Regions from separate parts of the Sus scrofa genome. Here region 1 is linked to region 2. A link is a contact called in public HiChIP or PLAC-seq data. All regions are on one chromosome and are shown on one strand. Each heading gives the region's core, a stretch centred on a gene start, on an enhancer-like site or on the middle of the called end of the contact. The rest is flanking DNA. Distances are from core to core; before and after follow the strand shown. Region 1 holds the start of FTO (fat mass and obesity associated). Region 2 holds the start of IRX5 (iroquois-class homeodomain protein IRX-5).

Evidence for each region. HiChIP or PLAC-seq counts read pairs in DNA pulled down with a chosen protein or histone mark.
Region 1: a contact with region 2 is called in an H3K27ac HiChIP or PLAC-seq map of skeletal muscle, with 11 times the contacts expected there. The contact joins the promoter of FTO here to the promoter of IRX5 in region 2. A contact is called at or near these places in 5 of 47 Hi-C or Micro-C datasets (embryonic fibroblasts, fibroblasts, heart right ventricle and 2 more) and 1 of 2 datasets of contacts at active chromatin or transcription factors (skeletal muscle).

What each region holds. Positions count from the first base shown.
Region 1 is chr6:31,561,837-31,567,303 of Sscrofa11.1, forward strand. It overlaps FTO (fat mass and obesity associated), which reads right to left and starts at 2,838. Exons shown (of 9, transcript NM_001112692.1): 1 at 2,780-2,838. The coding sequence starts at 2,824. It overlaps RPGRIP1L (protein fantom), which reads left to right and starts at 3,101. Exons shown (of 25, transcript XM_021097100.1): 1 at 3,101-3,206.
Region 2 is chr6:30,511,208-30,516,805 of Sscrofa11.1, forward strand. IRX5 (iroquois-class homeodomain protein IRX-5) reads right to left here and starts at 3,808. Exons shown (of 4, transcript XM_021094164.1): 1 at 3,154-3,808; 2 at 1,659-2,064; 3 at 1,351-1,485; 4 at 56-1,348. The coding sequence starts at 3,402. The coding sequence ends at 687. It overlaps LOC102165609 (a long non-coding RNA gene), which reads left to right and starts at 3,951. Exons shown (of 9, transcript XR_002344591.1): 1 at 3,951-5,598.

The DNA.
Region 1 (5,467 bases), core at 1,588-4,087, 1.0 Mb after region 2:
AAAAACTCCATTTCCTATACTTTGTTCTAGCCAATAATGTTTCATAAATAAACAAATTTTAAATAAAGATCACAGTCAGACAATTAGATATATGAATTCAACATGTTTCACAAGTAGAAGATAGAAAAAAGCTTTGGAGTCTGGGCCCTAGTTTTGCACAGCAACCAAGTGGCCTTGGGCAAGTTAAAAGGTCTACAGCCTTGGTCTCAAAATCCATTAAATGTGGATGATATATTTTTTCTTTTTTGCTTTTTAGGGCTGCACTTGTGGCATATGGAGGTTCCCAGGCTAGGAGTCAACTTGGAAGCTACAGCTGCCAGCCTGCACCACAGCCACAGCAGCGCAGGATCATCTGCAGCTCACACCACAGCTCACAGCAACACCAAATCCTTAACCCACTAAGCGAGGCCAGGGATCAAACCTGCATCCTCATGGATCCTTGGTGGGTTCATTAACCGCTGAGCCACAAAGGGAATTCCTGGATGATATTAACAAAGACTGCACGGGCAACCGTTATGGTTTCAATAGAGTAAAAGCTTCTTTGTGCAGGGATCTATCTTAGCCAAAATCATAGTCACGTGTCTGGCAATAATAGGTGCAAAATAAATCTTTACAGAAAAAAAATGAGTAACTTTAAATGTACACCCAAAAGGTAAGAGACATCATGCACAGTACCACTGTGTGACATTTCTTTGCACTGCTGCACGTAGACTAACACAAGAAGATCTTCCCCCTTCATACCCACCTTTACATACTGCCCTTATCACATACAGACTCAAGCGTGGAAACTTCAGGTCCCTAGTGAAATGTTGCTATAACCTGGGTCAAAATAGACGCTTTTTTTTTTTGCTGTGCTTGCAGCATGCTGAAATTCCCAGACCTGAGATGGAATCTGAGCCACAGCAGTGACAACCCTGAATCCTTAACCCCTAGGCCACCAGGGAAGTCCTATAATAGAACACATTCTATATTATATATATGTATGTGTGTATATATACACATATTTTTTTTTATAGGCTACACCCCCAGCACATGGACATTCCCAGGTCAGGGACTGAATCTATACTGCAACCTATGCTGTAGCTGCAGCAACACTGAATGCTTTAACCCACTGTGCCAGGCCAGGGATGGAACCTGCGCCTTTACAGCAACCCCGGCTGCTTCTGACAGATTCTTTTTTTTTTTTTTTTTTTTTTGTCTTTTTAGGGCTGCACCTGAGGCATATGGAGGTTTACAAGTTAGGGGTCAAATAGGGACTACACCACAGCCACAGCAACACCAGATCCGAGCTGCATCTGCAACCTACACCACAACTCACAATGCCGGATCCTTAACCCACTGAGCGAGGCCAGGGGTTGAAACTGCGTCTTCATGGATCCGAGTCAGATTCGTTTCCACTGAGCCACAAGCGGAACTCCATGCAGTCAGATTCTTAACCCTCTGTACCACAGCGGGAACTCCCACATTTTATATTTTAAATCCATAGAGGTGTTACCCTAAGATAAAGTGAGTTCACTTGTAGGACCCTAAATTCTATAAGAGTACAAACGGTGTCTGCTTCACTTACCAATGCTTCTCACTTCCAATAACTACCTAATACAGAGTGAGCAACAAACAGCATGTGTAAAGACCCTGTAACCAAATAAAGCACAGGAAAGAGAAACTTCTAAGAAGGCCAAAGTGGCTGATGGGCAGAGAGCAGGGAGGGTGTCACATCCCTTGAGGTTGTGGATGATGCAGGTAGGTTCTACACCATGCAAAACACTGTGGGCCATGTGAAGTTTTGTCTTTATCCCAAGAGCAAGGAAAGCCATGAAAGATTTTTAAACAGGTGGCTGGCAGAGGAGTTAGGAAGGAAAGAGTCATGATTAGATTTGCATTTTGAAAAGCTCACACACTGCAGTGTGGAGAAGAGACTGGTTGTGTGGGAAGAGCAACAGAAAGGAAGCAAGGCGTAAGGTGAATATGGACCAAGAGACGACTGGAACAGTCCATGGAAGAGGTAATTGTAGCTTGGTCCAAGGTGGTAAAGATGGAAAAAAGTGAACCAATGTATTTAGACAAATCACGACTTGATTTGGGGAATGAGGGAAACAGTTCTTCTGAGGCTTAAGTCTTCTTCTGTAAAACAGAATTGATGTTACTCCATCTGTATAATATCTATCTTGCAATCTGCTGTGATAAAAAAATATGAAATAATACAAATATTATGAAAACGCAGAGCCTGACACTAATAAATGATTTTTAAAAAATTCTATTACTGTGACTACTGTCATCCCATGGAACAAGCAACTGTTACAGGATGAACCCCAAAAGGAGAAAATAGGAGTGTAGTTAAAGATCCTATCCGCTGTGATGAAGACACAGAACATACACTGTTTGAAAACAGCACAGCTGAATACACAGATATTTCACCTACATCTACCCCAGTCCTCAGAAATCATTACCGAAGAGGAAGCACAACTGTTACGATCACAGGCATATTCGAGTCCGGTAAACTGAGGCACAAGAGTAGCTACAAATTTAATCAAGGAATTAGATGCAGAAGCAGGACAAGGAAAGGGGTGTCTAGATTCTCATGTGAGCTGATCCAACGGGACTAGGCCTGCAAACAGCACGAATTTACAACCCCCAAAGTCTCTGGTTCCCTTGCTAACAAGGCCTTGTCATCCCTTGGCTTAAGATCGTGGGTGCGCTCGCCATCCAACCAAGTCCTTCGGGTTCCCAGCCCCCATTACAAGTGCATGAAAGATCCCAGACTCTGAGGAGCCCAAGATACCTTAGCTTCGCGCTCTCGTTCCTCGGCGGTTGGGGTTCGCTTCATGCTGCTGCTATAGCCTCCTTCGCCACTGCTAGCCGCGTAGATTCCGCGCCCTGGACCCCGCCTCCTCTGTGTAGTTCTCTCGGGATCTTGCTCCCGCCTGGCGCCATTCGCTCTCGGAGCCGCGAGAACTACCACTCCCAGAGCGCACCACGGCTACGCCGGAATTAGCCTCGGGGTTTGGAGCAAGAGAATTTCCCAGGTCCAACAGCTGGGTGATCGTAGTCCGCAGCGCAGCGAGCAGGAGGGCCACGGCCCGAGGAGAACTACATTTCCCAGGAGTCAACGGAGCCTGCCATGTTTTTTCCCGTGCTCCTCTCGGCCAGCCGCCCCACTTGCCGTCGGCGCTATAGCAACGGTAACTAGCGGCTGAGAGAGAGTGGCGGTGAGTATTCTGGGGGAGCACAGGGGAGGAAGGGGGCAGATCTGCAGCACGGGCCACGGTCCTGGGGTCTGCTCTACCATCTGGAGAAGACCCTGGAGTTCTGCTCGCGTGAAGAGCAGCCCGGCCCGAGACACCACTTCCTCAGGCCTGAATCACAGGCAGCCTATATTATTCCCACGCCCCGCACCGGTTTGAAATTTTCTATCCTAGCCCTGAAACCTAGCTCTCGAGAGCTAATGCTAATTGCCATGACTAGCTAGGTCCTTCTTTAAGTAGGTCCCAGAAACAGTATGCTTATTTGTCCTGGGTTAGGAGTTCGTTGGGAAACCCTAATAAGCCTCTTGAGTGACATTTTGTTTGCTCAGTTATTTACAATTATTTGTTTATCGTGATTACCCCATAATCTATCAAGGTGGGAGTCTTTGTTTACCATTTTAGTCTTAGTGGCAGGTATTCAATTATTCATTCCATAAAACAATGTAGGTGCCCACTCTGTGCTAGGCACTGTTCCGACCAGCTATGAACAGGACTGATGCGGGTCTTAAGACGCTTATACTTTATTAGTGAAGATGAAATAGTAACGAACTAGTAAATAAGATTATTTCATATCGAGCTGATTGCTATACAAGAAACAAATGGTGCTGAACTTGGAAGGAAGGGTACTCTAACATAGGAAGATCAGGGAAGGCCTCTCTGAGGAAGTGATATTTGAGCTGGACACCAAAGAATGAGGAGCCACCTCATGCAAAGGCCTTGGGCAAGACAAGGATACTGTGAATTCAAAGAACCTAGAGAATAGTGTGAGTGGTGCATAATGAGCCAGGAGGGATTGCCTGAAAAGATATTGGAGAGACATTGCAGCCCCGTGCAGGGTTTCTCAACCTTGGCTCTATTAACATTTGAGGCCACATAGTTCTTTGTTGTGGTTCAATGTTTAACATCATCTCTTGACCACTAGATACCAGTATCACTGGTGCCCCCCACCTTCCCAGTTGTGACAACCAAAAATAGGACCAGACAGCTACTTGGAATATGTGTGAACTTGGGCAAAGTACCTAAGCCTTGTCTCAGTTTCTTCATTAGTAGCAAACGTAAGTAACAACCTCACAAGCCTATTGTGAGATATTTCATTAATTTACACAAGCAGAGCACTTAGGAGAGTGCCTAGCACATTTTAGCGAGAATTCAATAAATGTTAACACCATCATCATCGTTATTGTTATAAAAGTACCAAATTCTCTCAGGGAAAAGTTATCATTTTCGTGGGAGTTCCCATTGTGGCTCAGTGGGTTAGTAGCCCAATTAAAATTCATGAGGATGCAGGTTTGATCCCTAGCCTCGCTCAGTGGGTTGGGGATCCCACTTTACCGTGGGCTTTGGCGTGGGTTGTGGTTGTGGCTCGGATCCTGTGTTGCTGTGGCTGTGGTGTAACCCGGCAGCTGAGCTCTGATTTGACCCCTGGCCTGGGCACGTCCATGTGCCACAGGTGCAGCCCTAAAAAGACAAAAAGGAGAAGTTATTATTTTCACAAGTGACCTGTGTTTAAACATCTTGATAATTTGGTTCCTAATTGACCTTTCCTGTAGCAGTGTTTCCAAATGAAGTAGATGATCTCCCAGGCATATGTCTGTGAGCTGTTTATGTCACAGTAAAATGCAGTTGTTCTCAACTTTTGACAAGTTATAATAAAAGTTATTAATCCTCTCCCTAAAACATAATGTATTTCCCCATAATGCATACAAGATTTTGGAAACCATCTCTGGATCCACAGACCCTGAAGCCCCAAGGACTCCATTCATCCATTCAACGACTATTTAGTGAATGCCAGCAATGTGCCCAGGGCCCTGTGTCAGCCTCTGAGAGTACAGAGGTGAACACGACAGACCAGCTTGCTACTCTTTCAGACTTTACAGTCCAGGACCAACATGCTAGAGACTGGGAACCTCCGCCTTAGGCATCTTCATTGTTGATTTGCATTTGGCATTCTGGGTGGATTGAAATGAAAAATTTTTTTTTAATTTTTGGCATTACTAACCGTTGTATGGACTGCTACATTCACTTATAAGACTTAAGTTACTGGGATGCATCTTTGTAAAGACCAGAAACTGTAAAAATGCCAGAATTAGCTGGACAGCCTCTCTATGGAGGTAGGAAGCCCTGGGACCTAGGCCTCATGGCAACAAAGGACACAACAAAAACAAATCCAGCTGATGAGTTTATGAACCCTCTTTGATAAAATTCAGAGCTACCCACTCCTTTTG
Region 2 (5,598 bases), core at 2,558-5,057:
TCGGTGGAAGCTTTCATTCCCCACTTTGAAAAAAAGTTGCAGTTTGCACCTTTTGTCCAGGGCGATGGACAGTTTATTGAGGCTTCTACAAAGTAATGAGTGGCTCTGGTTATGTTAAAATCTCTTTTAATTAAATATTTTGCATTTTACAAAGGCGGCTGCAGTTTTCTTTTACTTTTTAAATCTAAGAGTATAACCTGTTTCTTTTCCGTAATAATACTTTAGCTCATACCCAGAAAAATCAATAGGTGTAAAAAATTAAATTAAACTTGTATCTTTAAACTATGAAACAGTTTGGGGGGAAACACAAATGTATATATTTATATTACAAAAAAACATTAAATGCCTGTACAGGTGTCTTAATTTCATAATTTACTTCAAAGATATTGAATTATCAATTTAAATACAAAAATGCTACATTAAATATACAGAATAAGATTTAATACAAATCCTTTTTTAAATTTTTCTTTTAGGTTGGTTAAGACATTTGTGTGTGTGTGTGTGTGTGTGTGTGTGTGTGTGTGTGTGTGTGGAGATGTTTACATTTTTATGTCATCCATCTCCATGAACTATAAACTTTTTAGTAGGAGGGATAGTTTTGCTTTTCTCTCATGTTGATGGAAAAATAACTGCCAAGGCCATGTTTTTTAATAAATTAGGAAAGTCCAGGACCGACGCAGCCCGCGTTAAATGTCGGACATACCTTTCTTCAATTCATAGGGAGAGTCTTTGCACAGGTCTAGCTGGGACTGGCTCCGCAACATTTTCGGGTCTTTAGCCAAAGCGTCCGCTCGGTTCAACACGGTCTGGTTTAATCCATTGAAATGCGAGCCCGGACCCGTTGTGGGGCCTGGGCCGGGCCCCGGGTGGCCGTGAAGGTGTCCGAAGGAGCCATAGTTCGTGTAGCCGGGATAGAAGGGCGCCGTGTAGTAGAGAGGCCGAGACAGCACCGTCCCGCCTGGAAAGGGGCACTGCGCCGAGGGTGAGCGCGATGGCGCGGGTGCCGGCGATGCACGGCTGCTTCCTAGGGCTTGCCCGGCCACCGGCCCGGGGCACGGTGGGCATGGGGAGCCCTCATTCCCGCCGCCCCCGTCCTTGACCTTGTCCGAGGATGTGGCGATCTCGGCCAGAGACCACAGTTTGGGCTTGGCGAGCACCGCCTGCGGCGGCGGCGGCGGTGGCGGCGAGTGTATGACCGAGGGCCCTCCGGGACCGGGGGGCAGCTCTCCCGCGGCTGGGTGTGGGCCGGGTGCCGGCGCGCCGGTGGGGTAGTGAGGGGCCGGGTCCTCGGTCAGCCGAGCTGCCGCAGGCCCAGCCGGGGAGGGCCCGCCGGCGCGGGGGGGCCCGGCAGCGCGTCCAGGCGGCCCTCGGATGGCGGCTCCTTAAAATCCGAGTCGCTGAGGCTGCCCTCGGTCTCTTTGCCGGCGGGGGGGGGCGGCCCCTGCAGCCGTTCGCAGCCCGAAGCCGCTTTCTGCTCTGCTCCTCCTGCGGGGGAAACCCAGGCGGTGAGAAGCGCCGAGGCCGGGCAGCGGGCCCAGGGCCCCGATCGCAAAGGCAATGACCCCTGCTCCCAACCTCCAGGCCCTGTGCACCCTCTCTCCAGGCCCCCCTTTTGCTTCTTACTCGTGCTCAACGCACCCTTTCCCGTGTCCACCAACCTGCTTCGGGGCCCTCGGGGTCGCCCTTGTCCTCGGGCTTCTGGGGCTCATCTTCGTCGTTCTTCTCCAGATCAATGTTCTCCTCCTCCTCCTCGTCCTCGCTGCGGTTCCGCGGCGTCCACGTCATCTTGTTCTCCTTCTTGAGGCGCCGACGCGCGTTGGCGAACCAGGTGGACACCTGGGTGAGGGTCATCTTGGTGATGATGGCCAGCATGATCTTCTCGCCCTTGGTGGGGTAGGGGTTCTTGCGGTGCTCGTTCAGCCAGGCCTTGAGCGTAGCGGTGGCGTCTCGGGTGGCGTTCTTCCGGTAAGCGGGGTCCCCGTACGGGTATGAGCCCAGGGGCGCCGCGTACGGGTGGTACCCCAAGGAGCCTGCCATGCCCGGAGTGTGGTCGTAAGGAGAGCCCTGCCAGGAACGGGCAGAGAGAAAGTGAGAGTGGGCCGTGGTCCTCGGGGCCACCTGGGCGACCAAGACGCACTTTCGCTGAGCCCAGGGGTCTTCGGGCTTCGAGGCCAGCACTCTGGCTTCCCCTGGGGTAGGGCTGGAGGGCTTAGACCCTGGGGGCAACCACTCCTCCCCCTCAGAAGGAAGAGGGGGCGCCAACTCCTGAGGCCAGTCCTTGGGGGCGCTTGGAGCTGTCCTGGCCTTGGCGGCACACGGTAGGCCCCTGTCTGCCTGAGTACGTCCGCCCCCCCGCAGTGCGGTCCCCGTGCGCAGATCCCGCCACCGCGGCCAGGCCCTCCGCCCAGCGAGAGGTCTGAGCAACGGCCGGCGACCCTGCGCTCGGCGCCCAAGTGGCTGCGCGTTAGGAGAAGAAGGGTGAGCAAAGGAAGTAATGGAATTTTTTCTCCCTTGCAGAGAAAGGCAAACGAAAAGCTATGCCTTGATCCGGCACTCCCGCCCCTCCAAAAGTGTTACCCCAAGCCGAAGCCGCGGTTCTTCTCCAGAAAGTGCACCCGGCCGAAAAAATCCCGGATGCACCGCAGCTCGGCCGACTTTTCAGAAATTTAATACCTCTAAATCGGATTGCGAAGATAGGATTACGGATTTGCAACATTTTGGAGGACTAATTAAAGGCGAGGCCAAACACATTTACACAGATTTAGCACGCTTCTGTTCAGATTTCGGATCTATTTCTTTTGAACTACTTTCCCCAAATGGCAAAACTAAAAAAAAAAAAAAAAAAATGAAGTAAAGTGTGCAGGGCGGCCTGGAGCTCACGTTTGAATCAAATGTTGCTCTTTAACTGCAGCGACCTCTCCCCCAAAACCCTTTCCGCCAACTCAGCGATCCCAGCAAGACGCGACTCTCCTTTCTGAACAATCCCTGAGCCCGAGGCCCGGGCGAAGCCGAGCGAGACAATCGCCCAAGTTTGCAGGGGCCGCGAGGCTTGGAGGGGCGGTCCGCCGCGGAGCCGAGACCAGTGTCCCCGAAGCCCCCGCCCCCCCGCGCGGCCCCAGCTGCCCTCGCCCTCCCCAACTCCTGCTTACTCACCACGTACGAAGAGAAGGCGGCGGCCGCCGCCGCCGCGGGGTCGGCGCCGTACTGGAGGTGCGAGTTGTAGCCCGGCGAGGGCGCCGTGAAGGCGGTGGAGCCGGCGTAGGGCGAGAACGCGGAGCCCGACGACGAGCGGCCGAGCTCATCCGTGCGGGGCCCCGAGATGACGCTGGTGCTGTACGCCGGGCACGAGTAGAGCGCCAGCGAGGCGGACGGCTGGTACAAGTAGCCCTGCGGATAGGACATGGCCACACACGGGCATGGGGCGCTCCGCGCCGCGGCCGCCAACGAGCCGGGCGGCGCCCTGCGAGGGCGAGCGGGCGGGCACCTGGTCTCCGGCTGCCCCGGGCCGCCGCTCCTCGGGCCCCGGTTCCCGGGCTCCGGCCCGCAGAGCCTCCTCGCTGGCTTCCCGCGCGCCTCCGGCTGCGACCGCCGAACCCGCTCCTCTGCGCGCCTCGCTCGCCCCAGCAGGGTTTCCCCCCTCCCTTGCTGCTTTCTCTTTTTCCCCCTCGCTCTTTGCACTGGGGGCTCTGCTTTTGGCTTCGCAAAGGTCCTGCCAAGATGCTAAGTTGGAAATTGAGGATTCTGACGCCTTGTGCGCGCCTGAAGCTCCTCCTTCCCGGGGTGTAGTCGGTGGGAGGACTGGCAGGAGCCTCTGGGCCGCCGCAGCCAACCCGGCCGCCAGGCGCGCCTCGCCCTCTCCCTCTTCCTCCCCGGCTCCCTCTCCCGCTCGCTGGCTCTCCCCTCGCCCCTCCCTCGCGCCCGCCTCTCCGCCACGGCCCTCCTTTCCCCCCTCCTCTTATGCCCCCCTCCCCTCCACGGTCTCTCCCTCTCTCTCTCTGACTTAGACTCTCGAGCGCCGGCCCCAGGATGACAATCACAACCAAGGCGCGCGGATCTCTTCCAACTTTCGTCCCCTTCTAAGTCGGGGTGGAGCGGCGGTTCCGACGCAAGGCAGGCCCTGGTGGCCTGTCCGCCTGTACCGAAGCACAAAGGGAACGACGCCGCGGACTGCGCGCCAGTGAACGCTCTGCTCTCTACGCCACAGTAAATCGCGGAGTTAGCGGATTTCTTGTTAGCCAGGAGACTGGGCTCCAAGGCGGATTGCTACCCACCCTCCCCTAGCTTTTCCCCCAAGCGAGGGGACCCGAGAGCGAGTTGTAGATCCGTAATTAGGGCCCCTAGGAGAGTCGTATGAATGCCAGAGTCCAGGACGCAGGAAGTCCAGGGTGGACTGTCCCCCTCCGCCAGCAGCAGCAGGTGGGCGAGAAACAGGCCTTGGACGGCTTCAGCCCGGGCTCCCTTCCACCAATTCCCTGCCAAACAGCGAGGGTCAGACACTGGGGACCTGGTACTAAGAGGGTAGCCTTTCTCCAGAGAGGTAGTGGGCAAGAGCCGTCAGGCGGAGAAGCAGCTACACAGGAACAGGTCTCCGGACTCTACAACACCCCCTCCCACCATGCCTCGCTGCCTCTTTCTTGGGGTTTTGCATCAGCCGCAGCTCGCCCCGCCAGGCCGGTGGTGGTGGTGGTGGACGGTGCGGGTCCCCTTCCCTTTCGCAGGAACTCTCGCACCCGCCCACGCTCCACTGCTAACGCTCCGCGGAGCACTAACCAACCCAACCACTGTTCAGCGAGCCGCTGGCAAGGCAAACACACACACACACACACACACACACAATTGAGTCACAGGCCGAGCCCTTGCCCACGAAGCCACACAGAATACAAAAGAGACCCTTTGCCTGTTTCTCCACCCCGCGCCTCCACAAGCCATAGACGCACTCGAACTCTGGGACAGACAGGCGCTGGTGAACCCGGACCGGGGCTGGCACAGTGGTGGGCACTCCGCTGAAACCCAGCAGATCAAGGACTTTGTGGCCTTCTATAATGAATGGGGTCACAGGCAAGCCGAAGTTTGACCATACACCAAATTTCCTACAATGACTCTGACAGGCGAGATTCACTTTATTTCCTGAACTCCAGCCCCGGCACACAAACCCACTCTGCACTCTCACTTGCCCAGCTGCTCGACTCCACGCACGCGCATTGACTCCTCCCCGTCAGCTTCCCTAGGCTCCGCCCCTCAGGCGGACGTTCTCTCACAGCCTCTCATTCCGCCCGGCTCCGGCCCTCCCTGCCTTCACCGCTGATTGGACGCTGGCCTCTACTGGCTCCGCCCTTCAGCGACGTGAGCCCGTTTCCTTCTGAGTCGGTGCGCCGAGGGGGCGGGGCGGGGCGGGGCGTCGGCGCCCCATTGTCATGGAGACGGGAAGCCGGCGCCGGTGGTGGCCCGCACAGCCCAGCGGAGGTGGCAGCGAGCCGGCCGTGACTGAGGCGAGGCCGAGCCGGGACTATGCAGAACCGACCACTGGCTGCCTCTCAAGCAGCCAAGGGGCAGTGTCCTCCCAGGCTCAGTCTACTCCCGGGTGGTGCGGGGAGTGCC